Regions from separate parts of the Cricetulus griseus genome. Here region 2 is linked to region 1. Evidence: chromatin contacts called from public Hi-C data. All regions are on one chromosome and are shown on one strand. Each heading gives the region's core, a stretch centred on a gene start, on an enhancer-like site or on the middle of the called end of the contact. The rest is flanking DNA. Distances are from core to core; before and after follow the strand shown.

Evidence for each region. Hi-C and Micro-C count contacts between places; a contact is called where the count stands out from the background.
Region 2: a contact with region 1 is called in a Hi-C map of the CHO-K1 cell line, with 5 times the contacts expected there. The contact joins the enhancer-like site here to the promoter of Pdcd4 in region 1. A contact is called at or near these places in 2 of 8 Hi-C or Micro-C datasets (the CHO-K1 cell line and fibroblasts).

What each region holds. Positions count from the first base shown.
Region 1 is chr3:7,659,218-7,664,597 of CriGri-PICRH-1.0, reverse strand. Pdcd4 (programmed cell death protein 4) reads left to right here and starts at 3,869. Exons shown (of 12, transcript XM_027407016.2): 1 at 3,869-4,003.
Region 2 is chr3:7,785,779-7,791,940 of CriGri-PICRH-1.0, reverse strand. The region is part of intron 1 of Rbm20 (RNA-binding protein 20); the gene reads left to right. Among named protein-coding and RNA genes, the nearest start is that of Rbm20, 100 kb to the left of the region's middle. Within about 2 kb of position 3,215, at least 1 of the 6 cell types and tissues checked has open chromatin away from gene starts, as enhancers often do. A contact at or near this core is called in the CHO-K1 cell line, where this site is marked.

The sequences.
Region 1 (5,380 bases), core at 2,620-5,119:
CCAGAAAGAGGGCTGCTTCTGAGTTTCATGCAAGGGCTTGAGCAGTGCTAAGAAGTCAGAGCCCTCCGATCTCCAGTGTGGCTTTGTCCAAAGTGTGAACCAGCCCTGAAGAGCCGCACAGCCACCTGCAGATGTTTAGGGGTTTGGCCTGTCACCTGTGCATGTTTACTCATATGAACCCGTAGCATGCCAAGCCTAACACCAACCCTTTCTCTCTTCTTTGCTTGTTTAGGGAATGGCTTCATACTGTTGCCCAGGCTGGACTTGGACTCATGGTAGTCCTCTTGCCTCTCTCTGGCTAAATGTTGGAGTTGCATGTATGGCTACCATACCTGGCTTCTGCCATCAACTCTTGCCTTTGGGATGGAGGGGAGTTATATTATCAAAGCCTTGCATCTAGAGACAGCCCCTAGATAGAGTGTGACAATTTTTACCTACACCTCACTGAATCTTTTTAGACATTAGAGGAAAATTCTGTCATCTCTTGTTTTTCATTCCCAGGACTCCTGTGGTGTTACCTAAGTTCATTGCATAGTGTCTCAAAGTGTGAGAACTTGAATGAATTGAGACCTCCTGGTGTCAATAATTCCTTCTTTTACAGTGCAGAACATTGGAGCATTATATTGATCTGGGGGAAGAGAAGTTGAAATGCCCAGAGCAATGCAGTTAGGAACAAAGTCAATAACTTAAAAGCAAAACTTAGAAACTCTATTACCCTTCTTCTCACAAACCCCAACATGCCCCACCCATCTTCTCTGTGCATCTTAACAGTGCTGAAACCCGAGGGAAACTGGGATACATATGCCTATCTGATCACACAGCAGAGTCTACTGTCACTTCTGAGCAGGTGGCTTGTCCTAGGTTATTGTTGGTCTTTTCTTTCCTGGAATGAATTGTTATGAAAGGAAATGGAAGTTACAGTTCTATCATTCTGGAATGAATGAGTGAAGAGGAAGGGAACCTCATATCTGACAGCAAAACTAATGTTGAGCCAATAGGCAAAGGGCTTTAAGTAACAAAAAGTCTACGAGAGTTTACAATGTGAGATGAAAATACAAATGGTGGCCAGGAATCCCAGGGACTCCTAGGCTTCAGGTGCCAGCTGTCCTGAGAGAGAAAAATGCCTTTTTCCAAGAATAGAAGGGTTAGTTAGGTGCTTTTCACAGAATAGGCAGCCAATAAATACTTGTAGATTGGCTTGCTAGGCAAGAATTCTTGGCACTTGGTTATTTTTCCATTTCTAATTTATTCTCTAATTTTGATTCTTTTAAAGCCCTTGGCTACAGAGGCACAGGTGAGCAGGGAGCAGCTGGGATAGAAGCAACGTTGGTTCCAGGGCCTATCATCTATATTCCCAAGATTTTTTTTTTTTTTGCAACATATTCTGGGATATCCTAAAGCATAAGAGTTCTGTGTTCAGATAAATAATTGTTAAGTTTCTTGGGCTGCCCACCAAAGATGCTAAGAGTCAGTAGTAAAGGAAAGTTTAACCTTTTCATGACTCATTCTTTCCAAGACGTGGCTATGAAACGGTTTCTCCCTCACTGTTTTTTTTTTTTTTTTTCAGGATACTTAATAAAATATTGCAAAATCCACATGCTTCTGAAAATACCTTCTGAATTTTACTGGTGAAGAAGCAGAAGGCTTGAGAAGGAAGTGGGGTTGTTATTGATAGCAGGGACCTGGGACTATAACGCCGTTCCTATCTTGCCCAAGCTGGTCAGCCACACACTAAGGTGGGTTTTGGGATTTCAGATTTTGGAGTGAGGCTTGAGATGGGGAGCAAAAAGGATGTGAGTATTTTTTGCTCTATTAGGCCCCATTTGCCAGAGCAGATTTGATAACACAAATATTTTATTCTCTGTTAGATCCTCTGCTAGGGCACATTTGCTAACAGACACTGTTTCAGAGGCCCAAGGTGCTCTTTAAAAATGGGGATTATATTATACTCTTATTTCAGAGGTTTTGGGATATTTGCCCTATAGAGCCTGGCTATACCGTGTGCTAAACAAGGGAGTAAAGGGGAGAAATTAGCAGTAGTCTGTAGCTGGTGGCAGGTTGGGAGCAAGAAAGGGTCAAGAACTAAGGTCAAGAGAGGGATGGGTAAGAAAGAAGCCAACACACACCGATTAGGGGAGAGAAAGGAGACAGCTGCAGATAGTTTAAAAAGCCACAAAATTGAGTGGCTAGGAAGCTCTGATTATAAATAATGACCATGACTCATGAGGCTAATTCAGATGCTGGCCATGTGAGGAAGTCCTTGACCAAGAGCTGATGATCACTACCAAGGACTGGGATTCTCTGTGAACTCATATAAGGAGCATTTATTGCATGGGTTAATAAATCTACAAAACGGCTTCATAAGCACACAATACAAAGGTGAGCCAGAGATAGATCTGGTGTCCAACAAGGCCATGTTCTTAGGGAGACAAGTCAGGACCAGGACTTGGATAAAATAATGCCAGGTAGAACTCAATCAGTGCCTCCAGAGGTACAACAGGCCAACACTCAGAGAAATCAGGTTTCAGAAAATGGATCATATTGGCACGAGGCTTGATAAAGACTGAGGGAGGCCAAGAGACATGAGTAGGATGTACCAGGCATTTCAAGATGACATGATACAAAGACCTGACAGGACCCAAGGGAGGATGTGGATCAGAGAGCTGTCCAAGTGGGTTCCAGAGAACTGTCCAAGGGGTATCCATGGACTCGGAAGGGTGTGGAGACATGGCCTCAGAGCCTGTAAGTCATGCTGTGGGTTGTAAGATGTCTGAGAAGGCGGCACCTCAGAGAGGCATTGGGGTGCTTGCGATGGAGCGTGTGTGTGTGTGTGTGTGTGTGTGTGTGTGTGTGTGTGTGTGTGTGTGTGTGTCTGTGTGTCTGTGTGTCTGTGTGGTAGCATTAGGTAACACTGTGTGTGTCTGTGTGTGTGTGTGTGTGTGTCTGTGTGTCTGTCTGTCTGTGTGATAGCATTAGGTAACACTGTCCAGGCAGGAGACTGGACATTGGGCCTAAGTTAGGGGATGGGGGTCACTACTGAGCGGGGAGGCAGTTCAGTTCCGAAAAGACCAAGGCATCTTTCTGGTATTGCCATTCAGACTATAGGTAAACATGGGCAGAGAACGCAGGTCAGTGCTTTATCAGGGGCACAGGATACTGCACACCATCTCTGGAGATGATGCCCCAGACAACACGAGGGCTAGAAGAGCCAGAGATGACAGCCCGAGGGAAAAGTCACACAAGACAGCTCTAGAAGGCTGTTTCAATACGGCAAACTGTAGCCATGGTTGAGAAACCCAGCCTTGAAATCCAGAATGCAAGGACCACAGTGGCCTGGCCGCTGAGCAAAAGGGACTTCAACTTTCGAATCTCTCTGATCTGGCAAACGGGAACGACTTTTTTTTTTTTTTTTTAATCTCTAATTTAGAGTGCTCGGGCCTGTACTGCGAGAAACTTCCGAGCACGTGGACACGCGGGCTGGAGCCACGCGTGAGAGCCAGGGCCGGGGGCAGAAGCAGAGGTCGGCTTTCCTGCACGCCCAGAAACGGAGGGGAACCCACAGCTCTTGGGTGGGCTGAGCCTGCCGACGCCCCGTGGAGAGCACAGGCGAGCCGGGTGCCCGAGCCGCATCCCAGCCCCCACTCCGGCTCGCTCTCCCCAGCGGCCCCGCCCCCGACTGCCCGCTGAGCGGCTCCGGAGCCCGGTGCGCATGCGCCGGCCGTCGGCGCTCCACCCCCCACCCCCTGCGCCCCGCCCCAACTTTCCACGTTTCACTTCCCTCCGTCTCCGCCTCCGCTGCAGCCCCGCCGCCACGATTGGCTGCCGGGCCTCCCCCTCTCGGCCAATCGCCGCCACGCCGTCGCCCCCGTGTTACTGGGTAGAACAAAACAAAAACAAACAGAGCGAGCGGGGCCAGAGGCGCTCCGAGGCGGCTGCGGCGGAGGCTGAGCAGCGGGGTCGGGGCCAGGTGGACCGGGGACCCGGGCGAGCGGCGGCGTCGGCGGTGAGCGGCGGCCGGACGGGGTCAGTACGGTGGGCGCGGCTCGCACGCTCGGGCTGCCGCGTCCTCCTCCCTCCGGGCCGCCCGGGGTCCGCGGAGGCGGCCGCACGTTGGGAGGGGGAGGGGGCGTGGAGGCCTGGACGCGCGCGGCGGGCGGTGGGGCGAGCGGCGGCGGGCGGCGGGCAAGCGGCCGGGGCGGCGGGCCCGGGTCTGCAGCCGCCTCGAAGCCCTCGGGCCCGGCCGCGCTCGCCCAACGCCAGCGGCTGCGGGGAGCCGCCGGGGCTCGGTCTCCGGGGCCGGGCCGGGCCGGGGCGCTGCAGCGCGCGGGCCCGCCCCCTCCTCCGCCGTCGCCCCTGCCCTACCCCGGCGGCTGGGCGCGCGGGCGCTCGCGGCCCCGAGGCGAGGAGCCCTCGGGTGCCCGTCCCGATGCAGTTGGACGTGGGGGCCGGGCCGGGGCGGTAGGGGAGGCGAGTGGGCCACACGGAGGTCGGGGGAGGGCGGGAGGAGTCGTGCGGGAACGCCGCTGCCACTGCGGGCTCCGCCGGGCCCGGCGCCAGCTCCCCCTGGCCGTCCCTGCTGCACTGGGCCCCCGAAAGGCAAAATAACCACAAGACAAGCTAGAGAAAACAAAGCCGAGAAGGGAGCCCCCTTTCTGCGAACGCGTGCTGCGCCTGCTGCCTGGGTCTGTGCGGGGCTGCGGTGTGCACAGAGGGGGCCCCGCTCCCCAGATGCCCGAGCCTGCAGGCCGAGGACTCCCCACGTCTCCCCCGCGCCCTCCGGGGCGCTGGCTCGGTAGCCAGCCGCTGTAGCCTCCTGTGGGCTGTCGTCCAAACGCAGCTACTGGTCGGGGTGAGTGGCGGGCGTGAGGCCTGTCTGCAGGATGCTGCGTGGAAAACATTCTGGGTAGCTTCACAGTGCTGGCATTCCCCGCGGTTTAAGAATTGGAGGCTTTGCGAAAGCCCGCAGTCCTTTTTAAAAGGCATGTCTGGGCATATATTCATATATGCCTGTATTGGCATTTATAGCCATAATATGCTTGCCCCCCCCCCTCTCTCTCTCTCTCTCTCATACACACACACACACACACATAGTGGCGTCTTCGAATTATAATTTGGTTAGTTTGTCTATTGTGGTAATGTTAAGGGAATAATACTTGTTAGGACTGCAAAAATAAATGTACATGGTTATTTTCTATAGCGATTGCTTTTGCCTTGCTGCGGTAGAGCGCTTTTAGCTGCTTGTAAGTTGCTAAGAGGGTGATTGTGTCCCAGGGAAGAATGAAAGTAATTGTCTAGTTAACATATGCTCTAACCCTGACTTGCAGAAATGCCAGAGTAATTTATGGGGTATTTAGGAAATCCACTGGAGGACAGTTAATTT
Region 2 (6,162 bases), core at 1,966-4,465, 130 kb before region 1:
TGGTTGATTTCCCTGAGATTAACAGAGGTTTTTCCACCTGCTTTCGGGATCACTTTACCCTCCCACCCTGAATGTCTCCAAGAAGAGTAAATGTAAGTGAAATTATAAGGAGGACAAAAGCAAATCATATCTGTCAGTCACAGCCAAACACAGTGCCCGGCACACAGTAGGCTTTGGAGACCCAGTGTGGCCTGTGGGTGTGATATTCCTCTTCTTGGGGTCTTGAGAATGGCATTGCAGGCCCTCAGAATCTTCTGGGGAAGGCAGTGTGATGGCTGGGATGAGACCACAAACGACAAGATGTTGGTGTGATTTGGTACAGAGAGTAAATGGAAGTTATTCTTTACAACGAGTGTTCTCAAAATGTCCTCAGACAGTCCTCCTGGCCAGCTGAGCGGACCCTGGCAATAATGTCTGCACAGCCTCCTACAGGTGGTGCTGCTAAAGTTTGTGGACGGTGCCTTAGAATAAAATCAGGATTAATTTCATTTCAAGTATGTTGAGATGTACAGGTAGCTACTGAGGAAGATATGTGCGCTTGGACCAGAAAGAGGGAAGAAGGTCCACTGATGCGGAGATTCAGTTCTCTTTCCAGAGAGGGCAAGGGGTCCATGTTGGTCTTTTGTCTTGTGGTGAAGCCAAGTGGCCAGTGTGTGGACCAGAGAGGCTGATGAAGGGGACATGGCCTCAATTTCAGTCTTCCCACTGGGGGAATGAAAAAGCCAAAGGTCAGGAAGGGTTTTTGGTCCCAGAAGCTCCAGCGTTTCCTCCCTGCTAATGGCAGCATCCCCCTTGTACAGCCACTTTTGCTCTTGTTATTAACTCCAGTGATGTCAGCAGTAAACCAAATGGCAAAGCACTTCCCACCCAATTTAGCAAAATACCCCCATCTAGTGGCAACTAAGCCATCGGAGCATATGTGATCCTTGCTTCTATTAGCTTGTACAGTCAGCCCCTGATGGGTTGGGGACCAGCATCAGGATGCTCCTTAGGGGAGGTGACACTGTCATCAGGAAAGGGCAGACTCTAACACTCCAGGACACACTCACCTCCTCCTCTTGCTTCTGCCACTTCCCTGGTCTCCAAAGCCATCACATCCCCGTTGCGCTCTCTGAGAACTTGAAGTCTTTTAGGCAGGTTCTTTTCTGTTGTTTTCTCTTTTCTCAACTTCATTATCTCAAAACACTCTCGGCAGACGGTTTTTCTACTCAGATTTTCACTTTCACCAGATCAGATCTGAATGCTTAGTTCTTTCTTACTGTCTTTTCTCCCTTTCTAGGAAACAGCTTTCTCTCTTTTCCTTGCCCCATTGAGCTATTCCCATATTTCTTGGGAGGGGACATTTCATCTTGAGCAAGTGGGACTATTGACAGTCCCAAGCAGGTCTAAATCAGCTGGGGACTGGGTAGCATATTCGCTGGTCAGTGAGGCCAGCCTCCTCTATCAACAGCACAGACAGGAATATCTGGAACCACTTACCATTGCTGCTAAAATATAAAGCTTTGGGAGTCCCCCCATCCCAGCTTATCTCCAGTGGCTTTAGCCACTGGTGATGTGTTTTCCAACTTTATTCCTAGATTCTGTAAAAACATTGATAACAGAAACTGTTTATTGAAGGTATGTTCTATCTGCATCATTGGTTCTCAACTTTGGCCCAGTTGGCATCAGAAGCCCTAAAAAGCTGTTCAGAGCAAGGTAGCTGGGCTCACCCAGAGTTCCTGACTTGGTAACCTTGGAGTAGAGCCCAAAGGTTTCCACTTTAACCAGTCCCAGGTCATACTGGTGCTGCTATCCCAGAAGCTACACATTGGCAGCCACTGCCCCCTATATTCCTCGGGAGCTCAAGGAATGGTGTCACTTCATCCTCACAACAGTCTTGCAAATGAGAAGTCATCACCCCATTTTACACACGGAGAAACAAAGGGCATGTACATTTGCAACTCAATTGCGGTCATAGATAGCAAGAGAGCAAAGCCAAGATTTGAGGCTGAAGCCCTAGTAGGTACTGTCAGTCATCCTGCAGTGTTGCCAGGTCTCAGACTGAGTGAGGAACTCATGAGCCTTCTTTACCAGCATGTCACAGTTTGCTAGGCCAGCCTTAGCCCAAACCTAAGGAGGAGAGCCCTCTGTGCCTTCCCCTCTGCAGGAGGTCTTGGCTTCCACAGCCAGATGCTCTGCTCTTTGCCTGTACATAGCTCCTGTTTTTTATGTTGACCTGCTCCCCTTGGGAGGGACATGGGACTCCTGTCTTCTGTAGGATTGTTCTGTCCTGGGAGTGGGGATATGGACGGGAAAACTAAGACAGAATGATGCTTGCATGGCATACAGTCCTCGACACACCTGCCAAGCTCCACTCTTCCTCTGCCTCTCTCCTGGGGTCGTTCCCTATAGAATGCTGGGTTTGACTGGAGCTAGGCCCTCGGAAGAGACTGGGGTGGGGCAATGGGATGCCTCTCCTTCCCCGTGGTCGAGTCTCTGGAATGACTAAGCGCTATATAGGACACTGCATCACTGTTACCCATTTGCTTCCACCCGGTGTAAAAGATGCCCTGGAATAAATTTCTCCGGTACTTAGAGAATCCTGGCTGCTTTCTCTTTCTTTCACTGGGTCCTGACCAATATAGCCCCTAGCCACCATTTTCCCAACAGGTAGTCACTTCTGTATTCTAACTTTTACCCACTTTGTGGTTAGGATGTCTGTGCACTTGTAGTGTCTCCAACAGCCAGGACCTTCTCAAGGGTCATCAGCATCTAATTCAACGTCAAGTCTTCCGTGCCCACTCTAGCAGCTTGTAACATGCCCAGTGTTTGGTGGACGAATGAGTGTTAATCTGAGTGACAGAGGAAAGTTAGAGCTTGCAACTTTCAATGTTTATGCAATAGCTGAGAGTCACCACGGGGCAAAGCTGATTACCCCTCACCTCACACCCCAGTGTGAAACAGTGGTAATAAATACTGAGTTTGTAATCCCGTATACAGACTTATCATCTCTTAGCTGTTGCATTCTGAGTCATCCCACAACTCAGTGGTTCAAAATAATTTATTATTTCTCATGATTCCATGGGTTACAGCTAGAGTAGGTTTCAGATGGTTTTGAATAAGCTCATGACTGCCACTTGGGGAGCACTTGGCTGACGTCATCGAATGTATGCAGTCCCTGAGGCAGCTGAAGGAGCCACTTTTTCTCTCACCGAGTATTCTCAGAGGCTAGCCTGGGCTTGTTCCCAAGGTAGTGGCAGTGTCCCAAGCAGAGAGGTGACTCAGAGCCTTGGGGTTCACACAGCTTCACTTCCTGTGTTGTCTTTTTCAAAACCTGATTGGGGTGGCAGGTCCAGATTAATCCAGGGATGCAGAGTCCCCTCTTTACGGGAAGAGCTTCAAAGAATTTATAGTTCCATTTAGTCTGCCATCCTTCTCATGACAAGCATTCTCCCATGCAACATTCAGCACAGGCGTGTCTAAGTACACACCTGGCATAGGTTTAAAAGGCGACTCGACTCTCAGCCCTCAAATGGAGAGCCATCTCCTCTTTATTTAATTTTTGGTTTGACCACCAGATGGTGACATTGTTCAGTATACTTGGGGTTCAAGGAATGCACCAACTTCCACCCTAAAATGCCCTGGAAACCATGGAAGCCCTAAGTCCTGTGCCCTGGCTACTGCCTTGTATCAGAAAGGAAGAGGTTTGTTGCTGCCTTCTCCCAGTCACACAGCCTCTCCCCTCCCTCCCACGGATTCTCCCATTAGCCATCTGGTCTTCGTGAAGCCAGTGAGGATGATTCCTTTTGGCCTTCCTAAGTTAGTGATGCTGGTGTCCAGCCTTCTTCCTGGAGCCACTGCTGCAGGCAGTGCTTGCTGGTTTTCCTCCCAATCCTTTGCGAGTTGGTTTTGTTTATCTTGTACCCTAAACCCCTGAGTCAGAAGTATGGGGCGTTTGTACTCTCAAACCCTGAGTGTCCAGCTTCCCCCAGAAGTCTCCTGTGCCTAGTGGACCTGGGCTGGAGAGGCTGTTGCCCGAATGTCACACTCGAGCTCACACTTCCAGCTTGGGAATCAAATGTGTCTCAAAAGTTTTTGACTTGGTGAGCAAGTGTTAGGCCTAGGGGTAATAGGGAAGTTTGTGGTGCGAAACAACTATTTATTTTCTTTCATTGTTGTAAATAACCTTTAATAAACAAACCCGAGATTTTTACTTTTTCTTCTAACTGTTAAAACCATTCGTTCCCACCTATATTTACAATAACATTTGGAAAAGGGGATAAATGTTGTTCCAGGTCCAAGAACAACATTCTGATGCCGTTTCTAAACTCCGAGGGAGGGAGGGAGGGAGAGAGAGAGAGAGAGAGAGAGAGAGAGAGAGAGAGAGAGAGAGAGAACACCATGATTTTTGATGTAAATATCCCACTGGTGTGGAAACAAAGAAAGATCCATTGTAATAAAGCAAGAAGTATTGGCTCACTCATGACCTATACATTGAAATTACAGCTATTGATTTCATTACACGGGTCTTAATAACTCTATACTGTGCTTATAGCCTCTGTGAGTCTTAAAAACAACAGTGTGTGCACAAAGTAATGATACCTGATTAAGGTTTGAAGTTTAGTTCATTGTATTGCATCAATGACAATTTCCTGGTTTTACTAATCTGACTATAGAAATTCCTTCTCACCTATAGAGTTTGCATCTTAAGCCCCATGGATGCCTGGAACCATGGGTAATTCTGAGCTCTCATCTGTATGTTTTCCTATACATATATACATACATACATGTATACATACCTATGATAAAATTTAACTTAAACCACAAGAGATCAATAATAAGTAGGAATAAAGTGGAACAATTATAAAACAAACTCCTGAAACTCCAGCCTCATCATCCTTGTGTTTTGGTGACATTATTAAGTAAAATAAGTATATTGTGGTAGCTCAGCAGTTGAACTGATAGTCAAGACTGCTGGGGGCAGGGAGTATGCACAGAGTGGGTATGTGTATAAGGGGATGGTTTGCATTCTGGAGAAGGCAGAGTGGGCTATCCGGGACTTTCATCACATCAGAGTCACACAATTCAAAACTTTAAAGCACAAAGCATCACTCCTGATGCTTTCAGACTGGAGTTGTGATAGTTAGCACCCACTGTCCTAGCAGAATCCAGAATTACCTGGGAGATGAACCTCTCGGACTTGCCTGTAGGGAACACACCCTGATTATGGGTGGAGCCATCCTCTGAATGAGGGATCTTGGACTACATAAGAGAGTGAGCCTCGCCCCACTGTGCACATCTGTCTCTTGCCTGTGGATACAATGACCAGCCGCTCCAAGCTCCTCTGCCTTGGGTTCTCCTAAGGGGATGTTTGTGGACCATGAGAGAAATAACCTTGCCAGGGTGTGTTATCACTTCAGAACAAAGAGACTGACACAAGAGTTGTTCACAGTGACTAAAAGCCACAGAGTTGTGAGGACTGTAGGTAGGGACCACTGGGGAAGCTGGATGTCCAGGACAAGGCCTCTCAGCCCTCTGCTCGAGGGTTCTGGAGCAGCCATATTTATTTTGGAATAGAAAGTGCAGACAGAATGAAGAAAGTGAGACCTCTTGAAAACGGCCTCTGATTGACTGTGCATCACTGCTTTTCATTGTCATTTTGGAGAGAAGAGAGTTGGGTATCAGTCTCTTCTCAGGCTGCTTCACATCCTAGAACACCCGCTGGACCCCTGGGCTGCAGTGGTGCAGAGACCAGAGCCCCGGGTGAGCAGGTGCAGGGCACATCTTTCCCACGGAACACAGAGCTCTTTCTGTTCTAGCATTCAGGCTTCTGCCCTTGGGGGAGCACTTTGATCCTGGGAGGCTTCATAGGAAAGCATATATTCCTATCTATTGATAGGAAAACTCACTCCTGGGGCCAGGGGCTGGGGCTTGTCTGAGGCCACAACAAAGTGATGGGTGCAAGGATAGAGAGGAATATATGACTTTCTCCCTTAACCAAAACCTTATTAGTGTATATTAATTGTTATAAATATGTTTTATTATCATAGTTTCATAATATGTAAAGTGTGGATTCATCTTCAATCTGTGTTTCTCTTGTGGGTTCTTAAATACCACAAGAAGAGCGACTTTTCCACGTGAAGTCGTGTTCATTTTGACTTGCACGTTTAAATTCTTTTAGCT